2 separate regions of the Mus musculus genome follow, and region 1 is linked to region 2. A link is a contact called in public HiChIP or PLAC-seq data. All regions are on one chromosome and are shown on one strand. The core of a region is the stretch at or near the end of the contact, and the rest is flanking DNA. Distances in the headings are between cores, read along the strand shown.

Region 1 (2,700 bases), core at 45-2,544, 98 kb after region 2:
TAGATTCCTGGTCTGACTCAATGAGCTAGGCTCAGCTGCTTCCTTGGTCTTCTTTAGCTGGGCTTTTTGCTCTTAGTCTGCCTTGTAATGTTTGGTTAGAAAGCTAGACACAAAGCACTAGGTAGAAAAGACATGAACTGTCTAATGAGATAGATGGGCAGGGGGCGGGGAGATAGGAGATATGGTTACTCTTAACCTCTTTCTGAGCCAATGCCTCTGGGCTTGACCTTCCCAAGCGCTTCTCAGTAACCTGCCTCCCCACACACTTTGGTGGGTCAGAACCTAGGGAAAGATCACCCTGTTAGATATCGCCTTTCTCCCTTGGCAGAGCTGGAGTTGACTGTTGGGGTCATCAGAGGTCCAAAGGGCTGTTCGTGATGGATATGGTCTTGCTGTTTCTTTAGGTCTCTGTTTCACGGGCCACGTGACAAACAAGTGGGCGGGGCGGTGGTGGCACACGCCTCTAATCCCAGCACTCGGGAGGCAGAGGCAGGTGGATTTCTGAGTGCGAGGCCAGCCTGGTCTACAGAGTGAGTTCCAGGTCAGCCAGGGCAACCTTGTCTCGAAAAACCAAAACCAAAACCAAAACCAACCAACCAAACAAACAAACAACCCAAGCGACTTGGATTCTTCCTCTGGACAGCTGCCACCAGGGGTTCTGAAGAGAAAACCTCTTGAAAGGGTAGGAAGACTTTGTAGAGCCTGAAGCCACTAGGCTCTTTCCCACCCCCACCCCCACCCCCACCCCCACCCCCAGGAAACTTGCTGCCATTCTGTTTTCCACGGGGGATAGACTTGGGAACAGGCTCCAGTCCCTTGCACACTCTTTCACTGTCGGGGAAGATATTTGCCGTGAGCTTCAAAGCAAGACAATCTCGCAAGAGAAGCAAATGAACAGCCTGTGCCATCTTGGGGGAAACATGCCTAGGGATGTTTTGACATGCTTAATCCTCCTGAGTTGCCGTGGCTCTTTCAACGGTACTTTAATTTGGTTTCCCTAAGAACACAGTCTTGCAGAAAATTTAATTTAGACAAAGATAATCTAGGTGCTAACTCTGAATACACTGTGCTCAGGAACAACATAGAGGCGAGGGGTAAGGCAGAGCTTCATACCCAGGTGGCTTCCTGGCTGGCGTTGTCAAATCTTATAAGTCAAGGTTTCCTTATCCCTAAATTAGGGAGAACATCAGCCACTTCCTTGGGCAAAGGCATATAAATGATGCAAGAAACTGCGGCAAGGCAGAGGATTAATTAAAGCTGCTAGCATCTAGTTTCTTTCCCTCCTATGGGGCTGTTTTTCTAACATGGAGATCCAAAGAGAGACAGGGGGAAAAGGAACAAGGAATTATACGGTGAGACATCCTTTCTCCTTCCCAGGTTCAATTCTTTATTGTCTGACAAGCCACCGCACAAGCTGTGCTGCAAAACCTCTTCTGATCCCTACCAGCCAAGGATTAAGTAGGTCATGTTAGGTATGCCTGGTCCCTGCTCCGTGATGTCCGAGCCACAAACTAGAAGGCTTGGAGGCTAAAGGTGAAGTTAACTGAAGGTTTCTCCATGCACACATTTTGAGCTTTGGGTTGCGATTGCTTGAACGAAGGGTAAGAGGCTTGTGGTCATTTCTCCCTTCCCGTGCTCTCAATGGTCCTTCCCTTGGTCTCTCTGACATGATGACCTCAGACTGTGTGAGCTCCTGCCACCATGCCCCTGTGAACTGAGCAGAAAGCCATTTGTGACCATGTGACTTCTCCTTTTGACAGAGGTCCTACAAGCTCACCCAGGTTCAAGGGATGGAAATACGGTGTTTACCTTTCAGTGGGAGGTCTACGTGAGTTGGTGGCCTTGATCTGAATTACAGCTACCACCGAGGTCATCATGGGGGCCTCATAGCTGTAATCTTAACACAGAGGAGGCAGGAGGGTGGCAAGTTTGAGGCCAGGCTTGGCTATATAACAAGAGCACACCTCAGAATAATGGCCACCAAGAAAAGAAAACATCACCACCAAGAAAACAACAGAATACTGCCTCTAAAAATCCTGCCTCAGGCACCATGGACTCTGGCAGACCCTGATATTCTAGTTTCATTCGAGTACTTTCTGAGGGGAAAGGGACTGTATAGGAGAAACTTGGGAGAGAAGGTCAAACCGTCTGGAATCTAAACTCACCAACAGAGAGCTGGAAGGGTAGGGCTCACCTCTGTTGCTCTTGCTTCCCTGAAGAGATGCTTTGGGGACTTAGGGGTCAGGAATGGACAGAATAGACAGTAGGTTTTGTATTTCAAAACATCCATTGTCACCACTCCTAGCCCAGAGGCCATTCCTTCCTAGGGTGTGGTGGGCTGAAAATTCACACATAACTTCAGAGGGATTTTTGGTTTGTTTGGTTTTGGTATAAGGTTTTCTTTTCTTTGTAACTATTTTGTTGTATTTGTGTAAGGTATTAGGATTTTTATAATTAGTGAGAGATCCTGAAATGAAATCATGTCATACTTGTAGATATTCCAGATCTGGCAATGGGTTTCCATAGGAACAAAAGGTAAAATCAGCAGGGGGGGGGAGGGGCACTTTCCTAGCCTGTGGCAGGAGGTCCTGGGGACCATCCCCCACGCTGTGGAAAGGAGAGAAGCAGGTATTGATTTTCAGTGCCGTAAGCCAAAGAAAACCTAGAGCCACTAAATTTGTTGGAGACAAGAAAGGGGCC
Region 2 (2,700 bases), core at 70-2,569:
TCTTTGTTCTCTGGAGCTCAGTGGGAGAGCAAGCCTGCCTTCATCTCCATCCCAATTATCCCAAAGCCCTTATCTGCAGTGTCACAGTTCATAACAATTCATTGTCATGCCAGAGGCACTGTGACATGCTTGATAGAGTCATGGTGCGCTCTGTACACAGAGCAATTAGCAATCATTAGTGACAGGGACAGGAAGTTCCCCGGTGGTATCATTCAAACTCTCATTTAAGTTTAACTTTGTGCATGAATGTACTGTAGCAAATCGGATTTTTTAGTTGGATGGGAGTGGAGGCAGCAGAAGAGAGTGGTGGCATTTCTTTTTATCCATGCAATATATGAGTTCCTCTTCCAACAACGTGCCCGTTCGCTCCCAGACTCGTTTGCATCAAAACCTTTAAAATTTTAACATTAAAAACTGCTGAATCCAACTACAAGTGTGGAATGTCCGTAGACTGGCAAAGCAGACCGGCCATGGTGTGTAGAACGAGCCGGAAGACTCTGATTCTACTGGGCTGCCTTCTAGAAAGCTCTGGGTCTGTATCAGATCCTTGCCCTTTGCAAAGCCTGTGCCTGTCCTACCTGCCAGCAGCTAAGAGGCCTCCGCCTCCTCTTAGACCTGACAAAGAATTATACAAATAACTGGATTTGTAAATGGAGACAGGCAAGGACAAAGCAGCCAGGCTTTTGAGATGCCAGGGGAGAGGGATAGCAGTTGGAAGAATGTAAAACTGACTAAAAGTAGGCCTGTTCATGCTAGTCAAGCTATGTAAACATAGGCTTAGTTGCAGGAGAACCACTTTCTAGAGTCCACAGAGTTGACGTCAATAGCATGGATTTAAAAAAAAAAAAAAGGAAGGCTCTCTAGTTGTTAGAGCCCCTGCAGACAATGGGTGCTTATTAAAACCTGCTCCTCAGTTTATGGGTTGAGAGCATTGCCCAAGCCCAAAGACTCAAGAAGCAGAAACGGGGTACTGCTGTTCTCTTCATGGAAGTCAGTATGAGGTCAGCTAACCATGGGCATCTTGGAGAAAGGTAGGGCTCCCCAAGGTGGTAACCCCTAGGTGAGGGGTCACAACTAATCTACAACCATGGAGGAGCTCGGGCTGCTGGAAGTTAAAGCAACACTACTTCTGGGAGGATGGATGCCTCTCAGATGGAGTGTGGAAGCCTTTTTCGGTGGGAGCGAGGTCAGGTGGGGGAACCTACCTGCTGGGGCATACCGCCCTTTCAGCGGGGACGGCAGAACTTGTACTTCGTTTGCCATAGTGCCTGTGTGCCAGTGCCTTGCCGATGCTCTGAGGCTGAGTGCCAGTTGTAACTGGCTCATCTCACCTCACTAAGGCTTTATAGCTTCAGGGGGCGGGGCCCCTTGAGGGCATTGCTGAGCAACAACCAGGCTCATCATTAAGCTGCCCTGGAACCTGAGTCTCTTTGGCAAGCCTTCTCTTCTTTCGTTAGCCTGGGAAAGCCAGGTAGATGTTTACAGGACAGAGTGAGGTCTGAGGAGAGTGTAGAGAAGATCCAGTCTGGATGAATTCTTTCTTAACGTCAACGATTCTTCTCTCTGGTAAGAGCAGTGTTCCAGTGTGAGGTCCTTGTCACGTCCAGGGGTGTCACAATGGACAAGACAGAGTCTTTGCTTTAAGACATCTATAGTCTTTCTAAGAGACAATACAAGTGAGCACCTTTCCTTTCTAAGGGCTTCCCAGTGTTGAGCACTCATGCTAAGAAAAGAATTGCAGGTGTGGACAGAGACTTCTGTGCAAGTATAGTAATTATGTATTTCTTTTCTTTCTTATATTGTTTTATTTGTTTTAAAACAGGGCTCTTAAGAACTGAGCCACCTTTCCAGTCCTTTTGACTTCATTTCGAGACAGGGTCCTGTTAAGTTTCTCAAGCCAGCCCCAAACTTAGTCTTTTTGTCTCCACCTCCTCAGAGTTAGAATTATATGTACCTGTCATCACATCTACTATAAATATTCACCAAGCAGAGGCTTAGCTAAATTAAGATGTGATCAAGAGAATGCTGTGTAGTGCATATTCCAAATCATGTTTCAACTAATACTCATTGATGCAGAAATATCGGTGGTAATATAGTGAAATGGTAACCAATAGATGCAACTTTTTGCTAAGAACGTATGAGTTAAAGCATATTGCTGTACCTCCAGGGCCAACATTTAGCAGACAGTACTTGGACAAACTGTTCTTCCATCAAAAACTGCCCTTCGACTAGGCGTGACAGTATATGCCTTTAATCCCAGCACTTGGGAGGCAGAGGCAGGTGGATCTCTGTGAGTTCGAGGCCAGTCTGGCCTATGTAGAGAGACCCTGTCTCAAAAACAAACAAAACAAAACAAACAAACAAAACCCCTAAATGTTAATGATGATGTTAGAGCAATAGGAGCTTTTATACATGGTTATGAGAATACAAAAAAAGTAAAATGTTAGAAGTCAATTCAACATACTTAGCACATATTGTGCAACCAATAATCAAATTGCAGGGAATTCTAAGAGAAATAAAAACTTTTATACACAGAACCCTGTGTACAGATGTCTAGAGTACTTCTCTTCAAGAGTGAAAGAAGTTAAACACAACCCCAGAGCCCATTAAATGCAGAGTAGACAAACAGCTTGTGTTACATGCACACAACAACATACAACTCAGGAGTAGGAATGCTCTGTACAGAGGAACCCCAAAGAC

What was found. HiChIP or PLAC-seq counts read pairs in DNA pulled down with a chosen protein or histone mark.
Region 1: a contact with region 2 is called in an H3K27ac HiChIP or PLAC-seq map of embryonic stem cells, with 5 read pairs. The contact joins the promoter of 5330411J11Rik here to the promoter of Dapl1 in region 2. A contact is called at or near these places in 1 of 115 datasets of contacts at active chromatin or transcription factors (embryonic stem cells) and 1 of 9 other capture datasets (adipose tissue).

Annotation. Positions count from the first base shown.
Region 1 is chr2:59,385,276-59,387,975 of GRCm38.p6, reverse strand. It overlaps 5330411J11Rik (RIKEN cDNA 5330411J11 gene), which reads left to right and starts at 1,294. Exons shown (of 3, transcript NR_040510.1): 1 at 1,294-1,352.
Region 2 is chr2:59,483,272-59,485,971 of GRCm38.p6, reverse strand. It overlaps Dapl1 (death associated protein-like 1), which reads right to left and starts at 1,319. Exons shown (of 4, transcript NM_029723.3): 1 at 1,206-1,319. The coding sequence starts at 1,263.